Regions from separate parts of the Danio rerio genome. Here region 2 is linked to region 1. Evidence: chromatin contacts called from public HiChIP or PLAC-seq data. All regions are on one chromosome and are shown on one strand. Each heading gives the region's core, a stretch centred on a gene start, on an enhancer-like site or on the middle of the called end of the contact. The rest is flanking DNA. Distances are from core to core; before and after follow the strand shown. Region 1 holds the start of hoxb6a (homeobox B6a). Region 2 holds the start of cbx1a (chromobox homolog 1a (HP1 beta homolog Drosophila)).

Evidence for each region. HiChIP or PLAC-seq counts read pairs in DNA pulled down with a chosen protein or histone mark.
Region 2: a contact with region 1 is called in an H3K4me3 HiChIP or PLAC-seq map of embryo, with 6 times the contacts expected there. The contact joins the promoter of cbx1a here to the promoter of hoxb6a in region 1. A contact is called at or near these places in 2 of 4 datasets of contacts at active chromatin or transcription factors (caudal fin and embryo).

The regions. Positions count from the first base shown.
Region 1 is chr3:22,441,081-22,445,363 of GRCz12tu, forward strand. hoxb6a (homeobox B6a) reads left to right here and starts at 2,520. Exons shown (of 2, transcript NM_131119.1): 1 at 2,520-2,949; 2 at 4,004-4,260. The coding sequence starts at 2,520. The coding sequence ends at 4,260. The region is part of intron 1 of hoxb3a (homeobox B3a); the gene reads left to right.
Region 2 is chr3:22,799,719-22,803,735 of GRCz12tu, forward strand. It overlaps cbx1a (chromobox homolog 1a (HP1 beta homolog Drosophila)), which reads left to right and starts at 1,841. Exons shown (of 6, transcript NM_199746.2): 1 at 1,841-2,058.

The DNA.
Region 1 (4,283 bases), core at 1,270-3,769:
CAATAACGCGTTTATCCCTATAATATTAAAGAAATATGACATGGACTTATAAACACAATTATATAAACACACTTTAATCTTTTATTTTTTAGACAAAACGTGTTTGAAATATGATTTAAACACACCAAAACTGCCTTTTGTATATTGCATAACTAACAGCTTTGTCGATTAACAAAGCCTACATGAAGACGCACGGATTTCAATGCAGCTAAATCCATGTTCGTGATGTAAAATAGCTTTCTTGAATTAACATTGTGTTAACACATTAAGGCAGGAGTTTGTTGATTACCCCTAACTTAAGACAGTCAAATCCACACACATTTGTTAATGAAACTTTATTTGCCAGATATATTGCTATACATACATTTCAACCACAAAGCATGTAAAGAAGTAATTAAACCAAACTAAAAAAAGGTACCGGTATTTTGTTGAAATGTTGAACAGTTACATAAAGCATATTATTGTGTCGAATATACAAACTTAAAAAACTGAAATCAATTTATGCACGTGCGGCATATATTAGGAATGCAGCAAAGACAACCATAAGCATTATTAATGTAAAAACACATCTTACACACGGACATACTGAGTTTGTAGAACTGAACTCTTACTTTTTAAAATTTGTAATACAAAGCAAATATCTGACACCATCCCAAATTGCATTTGTGAGCTCTTATACATTTACTTATCAAACTTTTTACACAGTAGCTAATAAATTATTTACAAACAAAACATTAAAATTGTAAAATCAACAAAAATTAAACCCTACACAAAAGTTTTATTGGTCTACATATGCAACGCTTTAACAGAACAGACTTCAAAAAAATAACACACACACATGTATTAATGCACATTTGACATACTCACATACACTCCACGCTCGGGGGAACGTACAGAATGTCTATACAGAATTTACGTGTCACTCCATGTCCAAATGGACCTGAAATTGGTCACTTTTTCTCCTCATGACCAAATAAGAGACTTTTACAGATTTATTCAGGAAATCATAAAATCTGTTAGTCCACTGTAATCCACTGTTGTTGGCGTCTGTGTTTCTTCGATGAGGGTAAAAATGCATGTAAAAAGAGAAGAATAATGAAGTTAACAATTGGAGAAAGACACTCCAGGCCTGTATTTTGAGTTACGCTCAAAAAAACTAGCACAAACTCAGGAGGCATTGTTTAAGAATTTACAGAACGTGTGATCGCAGTTATTGTTCATTAATAATTAACAAACACCGACCGGGCTCTTCTTCCCCTTTCTCATTTTTACAATTGAAAACACAATAGACGCTTTCCGTTGACAGAAAACTGCAATGCGAAGGGAAACGCAACATCCTAGTCAGAGGAAACCGAAATGAAAGTAAAATGCACGCAACCCTCCGTGCACCACCTTTAAAAATATCCACTTGTTGTGCCACAAATGGTTTATTGGTCGTATAGCGACAGGACACCCGGCAACCATAACTGTACTTTTGGTTAATGAAAAACACACGCGCTCGGCCAGTGCAGCGCAACGTCGACAAAAAGCTACAACACAGCTGAATTATTTGCTGGCTGTCTTAAACCATTAATTTTTGTAAAGGAGGAAACATCTTGGACGAAATTCTGTGTGGAGGTTTTAGTTTTATTTGTATAAAATTTATTTAACAACACTATACAGAAATTCTTTCTTAACAAATTGTGGGAGACATTTGGATTGTTATGTAGTCATTCGCAACTAAAAACCTGATATTATAAATATTTATAATTAACGTTATCACTCATTTTTATTATATATTTGTAATAAACAGCTAAACATGTATTTGCTTTTGTTAAATAGCTTCGCTCAGGCTAATTTACTTTGCACAGTTTATATATAGGCTTTGGTTTTCTTTAACACGTCGTTTACCATTTATAAATCACTATTAAATTACAGTGTTGAAAAAGCGCTGAAGCCGCAATCATCAATATGATCATCATATCTATTGTGACTTACTAGTGTGATAAGGCCTATAAATTACCTATTTGAAATACAAATAATGAAAGATGAATAATTATCTAATACTGTACGGAATAATGTATGCTAGGAAAATCGGCGACTCCGGGGCTTGTATGTTGACACGCTACTCTCCAATGGTATGATAGGATCAAAGCAGACTGTATGCGGTGGCACAAAGTGTCGATGTATTCAATTTAGCGTTTTAAAATTCCTATGTGATTCGTATTGTGCAATCTCATTGGAAGGAACGGGAAGGGAGAACGGATTAAAAAAAGCTAGCTCTCTGCTCTGGGGTCCCCCGGCGCGTGCAATCACAGCCCCCCTCGAGGGTGCTATTTTGCAGGCACGTCCGCTTGCTATTGGTCAGTGGCTGGTCAGATGGTACGGTTTCCCTCTGTCCCGCACTGGCACATAGCCACCCAGAACACCCCCCCACCCCCCAACTCAAACCCAATCTCCGATAAACTACTAATAGCTAAACCACTTGGACTATAAAACACAACAAATCATAAACCAAGCAAAAGAGCCGTACCCTCCCAATGAGTTCCTATTTTGTAAACTCAACTTTCCCAGTGACTCTGCCCGGAGGACAGGAGTCTTTCTTGGGACAGATACCGTTATATTCCTCCGGATACACAGACCCTTTACGACACTATCCCGGTGCTGCTTATGGAGGTTCCAGTGTCCAAGAGAAGGCGTACCCATCCTCCTTTTACCAACAAGCGAACGGCGCTTACAGCAGGGCAACCGCCGCTGGTCCATGCGATTATGCGACAGCAAGCTTTTACAGGGAAAAGGACCCTGCCTGCGCCCTCGCCAGCATAGAGGAGCACTCGTTCGTTCTCAGTCAGGATCATCGCAAGACAGACTGCACGGGCTCGACGGGGAAAAGCATCTACCCTGAGGCCGACGAACAGAAGCCGTCAGCGCCGGTTTACCCTTGGATGCAACGGATGAACTCATGTAACGGTAAGTTAATGTTATCTTTTTTGCCTTTCATTTTTAATACGTAGCTAGTGCGTACTATACGTAGCCTAACTTACCGCTTCACTGTAAAATGCCGGAAGCCCATACAGTGCAAATGCGCATTCTCTCTACCGTAGTCATACTGAAAGCAAAGCCACTCCTGTAAAGTTCTGTGAAATCTCATATGTACAGTACTTGTTTTTGAGGGAGGACGTTTAGAAATATGTTCGCCGCAAGGCTCATATCATTTAAATCACCGAATAAGCTTCTCTAATTATAAACAGAAGAGCTGCTGCACCACCGCATGTCTTACTACAAAAATGACCATTGTTTTTGTTTTGACACATCTGTTGCTGTTTGTGTCTTCTTGTTATAAGAAAAATAGACAGTACGTGGTAGTATAGAAAATATGAATTATATTCTGAAAGACTACGCAATAGTTTATGAAACAGTGCCAACAACAGAAGCTGAATGTTTTGTCGATTATCTATAACAAGATATCATTTGCTAGCCCTGCCGGTTGACAGTAACGTGTTTTATAACAAAAATAAACCAAAAACCAGCAGCGTGAACAGACATCTGTGTACACGTACACGTTTCAGTCACAAACAAAACTTTGACAAGTGCTCAAACTAGTAGGCGCATGGCGTCTATGTTCAGATTCTAAGTTTGATATGGATCATATAAATAGACCTGTATCTTTTGTTTATATCTGTCACGAAAATAAGTAGAATAACATTTCCTCAGCTTTTCCCTCATCTCAAAATAATAGTTTAAGACTTCCCAATTTAAGTACATTGAAGTCTAAACCTGTGTGACCTATTTAATGTAAAAATTATTACAAATTTTCTCAAGAAACACGAATGAGTGTGTTAAAAATGTAATATAGCAAAAATGTGCAATGTTGAAGGGTGTATTTAGATGCATACCTATCGCACTGAATAGAGTTTCTTGACATTATGTCACCCTCGAGCTGTTTTCTCCGGACGCATTTATCATTGTAATAAACACGCTCACGGTGTTAATGTTTGACTATTCTCTTTTATCTCATGGACAGGGACCTTCGGTAACGCTGGTCGAAGGGGTCGCCAGACGTACACTCGCTACCAGACGTTAGAATTGGAGAAAGAGTTCCACTTTAACAGGTATCTGACCCGAAGACGCCGCATTGAGATTGCGCACGCACTGTGCCTGACTGAACGTCAGATAAAGATATGGTTCCAAAACCGGCGAATGAAATGGAAAAAGGAGAACAAACTGATCAACTGTTCACAAACCAGTGGAGAAGAGGAGGAGGAGAAGAGGACAGAATGAAATTTTAAATCATAAAATACTCC
Region 2 (4,017 bases), core at 591-3,090, 360 kb after region 1:
TATAAGAGGCAGCAGACATGTCCAGTAGAAGCAGAACTGATAAAACCTGCTTTGGCAATCTGCGGTGCTTCAGTGAATAATTCTGTCCCAGTGGAATGGCCACTTTTGATGTCTGATTGCTTAATGTTCAGCAGGTTATTGTGAAAGAAATGTTGAAGCCTGGTGGAAAACAACTCTTTCCACTGTTTTGGCTTTGAAAGGGAGCAGGGAGACTGAGAGAGGTCTGTAGCTGTCTACCATCGAAGTGTTTAGCATAGGTTTCTTAAGCAGTGGGGTAACTTGAGCCTGCACAGGGAAAATGTGTGTGAAAGTGCTGGAAACAGAGTTGGATTAATGTCTTGCAGAAGATGTGAGGGAGTCTGTCAAAACAGATAAGTCTGGATACTTGAGTGTAGAGAGATAAGTTATTCTCCCTATAAGCTATTCACCTTATTCTTTAGGTACGAGCAGGCGCAGCCATTTAAATCTTTTTGACTCGAGACTTCCCGTCTCATTCACTTTCATTGACTTTTAGACGTTAAAAACAGCTTGTTTTGCTCCTTGATGTTGCAAACTGTTATTTTATTTTTATAGTATTCTGCTTTGTCTGTATAGTCATGCTAACACTTGTTTGTAGAGCAAGTAGTTGGATTGTTTTCTGCCGTTTATTATTACTAGTCGTTTCTCCCATAGGCATCCAAATCAGAAGTTCTAAAACAATCACAAAAACGAGAGCACTTCCGCTTTGAAGAATAAGGTCAATATGGATCTTCTCTTAAAGCTTTTTAGGTTTTCCACTCTTGCTTTTCAGCACATATTGCCAAGGTCTTCTAATTTCAGCAAATTGTATTATACATACTGATGGCTTAAATCTCAGATTATTCAGTTTCTCAAATTATATATATAATTGTTACCTCTTTAGATAAAGTGTTCAAGTGTTGCATTACAAAGCATAAACCATGTAACTGACTTGTGATCGATTAAAAAAATTAAAATGATAATTTTTTAAACTTGCAGATAGCTAAAGATTTTAGTTAAGGTCTCTGAATGTGAATATATATATATATATATATATATATATATATATATATATATATATATATATATATATATATATATGCATTATGAGGGTAAATGGATTGAAGCATTTAAGTATTATATTGATACAGAATGCATTTGGGTTCTGAACAACAAGCCTATGGTTGTTTTTAAAATTGTATACGTCTATACAGGGGCAGATTTAGTGATTTTGGAGGCCTACGCAATTCCAGCCAAGCGGCCCAAGTTCTTACATGCACCTTTTGTACTTAATATTTTTTTAATTATTTTTTGCTGTTTTTTCTTATATCATTTGATATCCTTTTCTACATTTTATCTTCATGCTAAATAATAATAATAACATGTAACACACCTTGTAAAACTTTTGAAACGATTCGTGTATTAAGATGAATTCACAACTACACTGTAAAGAAATCTTGGTTGCCTTAAATTTTTAAACTGAAACAAATTAACCTTATGAGTCCACTGAACTTATATTATGCTAAATTGACTAAAAATGAGATCACCGTACAAAATATGATAGGAAACTATGTTATATATAATTTATAGTATAATTTATACTTCTAGGTATTATGGTGGGGCCCTCAGATTTCCTGGGGCTTAACTTTCTTTATGGGTTAAATTCACCCCTGTGTCTATGCTACTATTAGGTAAAGAACCATATAGGCCTATGTATAGGAATATGCTTTGTGGTGGTTACACAAAGTTTTCGTTTTTTTCGCAAAGAAACCTCCTCAAGAGTGTTCCATGCGATTTCATTTTTGTAGTACTCACGTAAACTACAGCACCCAGCATGCACCATTGTAGTACGTACCCATGCACGTTCGGTCGAATTGGCGGGTTGCTGGAGCCTTTCGTGTAGCGTTACCTTTTGTCTGCTCAACCAAGGAGGCTCGGTAAAATAAAAACAAACTCTACCCCCAGTCGACAGATTTTAAAGTTTGTCGAGATTTAAACCCGGTCTAGCTGCACTAAACCACCCATTTTGGCGTTTTTCGCCGTTAATTCAGTAATACACAGGTAAGTGGCGCTGCGTGCAGATTGTAAAAACAACTGCAGGACTGATTGTGTTTCAAGAAATGCGATTTTGTTACTAACAGGTGGATGTTTTGAGTGTTTTATGCAGTGTTGTTTTAAAATACAATTTTAGTCGTATTTTGATGAATGTTTATCATTTGTTTTAGTCGAATCCAGGTCAACATGGAGAAGTGAGCTACCATGCTTTTGCAACATTAGCCACAAGGCTAGTTAGTCGGTGTCGCGTATATTAGGAGTAACGTTATTTTTAGATTTATAAAGTTAGATTTGTTGTGCATTGGAGCGTTTTATGCATGTATTTTCAAGCCAGTAATAATGTCGTCGGTGTCATACCCTTTGGACCTAAATTGTGAGTGTTATAGAGTCAACCTCCTGGCTCGGATCCGTGCTAGACAGAAACGCCTTCCTCGTGCACGTGCGCCGTTCAGAAACTACTGTAACGTTATCTCGGAAACACACTTTTAAAAAGAAATCTATGTGGCGTTCACCGTAACATTACACATCATATTTGAATATTTTACCTCACCAACTCGTGTCAGCAGGAAAAAGGACTGGAAAATTCTAGTACCTTGTCTGCGCGTGCACGTCGATGGAGTTAAAGGGATAACTCCAAGCGTGAAAATTTACTCACTCGTGTATTTTTTTAAGTTTCTTTTTGGTTAAAGCACGTAACCTTTCACTTCCATAGTTGGAAAAACAAAAATAGTATTAACCTTAATGGTTACATGTTTCCTGCTTTTTTTCGAATTATCATCTTTTGTGTTCAACAAAGGAAAGTCAAACTGGTTAGGAACGAGTAAAGCGTGATTAAATTATAATTTTCAATTTTAAATAAATTATTCTTTTAAATTTCGCGGTCCTGACACTGTTTATGAGTTGAAATAAAGTAGTTATGTATATACGTTGCTGATGCTTAGCAGTAGTGTTTAAAATGAATGTAAAGTTAAAATATGAACCATGATGACTACATGGGTGTTTACTTTTACTCTGCAGGTCTTATGCAAAACAGACAGAGATGGAATTATTTAGATTGTTTTATTTAACAATCATAACATGGGAGCCTGTTGTTGTTTTAGGTCTATATTTCTCTGTCTATATGTACATGTATCTGTTGATTAATTAGGATTATCTGAAATCTCTAGAAAAATCTTAGAATGGCACATCCTAGACAGCATATTAGTGCAAAATATTGTTGATTATCATGTTTTATAATGTTTTTATTAGACTGTTATAGACGCTTATCACATTTTCGGGGTTTTTCAGAAGCAGAAATCGTCATAGCTGGGTAAACTTAGAATGTCGTAAATGAGAGAGTACAACAAATATTTTTTTACAAATCTATTTGCTGAAATAAAGAAAGAAAATGCCACAACGGTGTTATCAAGACTTTCAGAAAAAGAAATAAAATAGTGAGACTGATGACGGCAGCCAGAGGAGAAAATAAAGTCAAATTTACTGTGCCACTCCATAGACGTTGCATCAAAAACACATAAACAGTAATTCGTTTTTTGTAATCTGATGCAAAGATGATATGATACATTCATAAATGTTCAAACGCTTTTATAAGATAAATAAATGTTAAAAACTAATTAAAAAATGCAAAAGAAAATTTAAGATTGTGATGACCGTTAAATGCGTCTTGTGAAAAGGGTTCATTATGCTATATCTGTTTATGATTTATTTAGTCAGCAACTTAATGGTCTATTGCAGCTCACAAAAATGTTTTAATGACAGTTACTAGAAAAATGTGATTATTGGTCTCAAAAAAGAATTCAGTACAAAAGTTTTGTAAGATTTTTAAAATGCATTTTTAATATAGCTAGGATTCATTATTTTAACTGAATCAACTCAAAAGGGAGCAGTGTACCATGAAAAGCTGTGTTAGCTAGATCTACTGAACTGTTATCCACAGTGATACTGTGTAACTTTATTTCCTGCCTT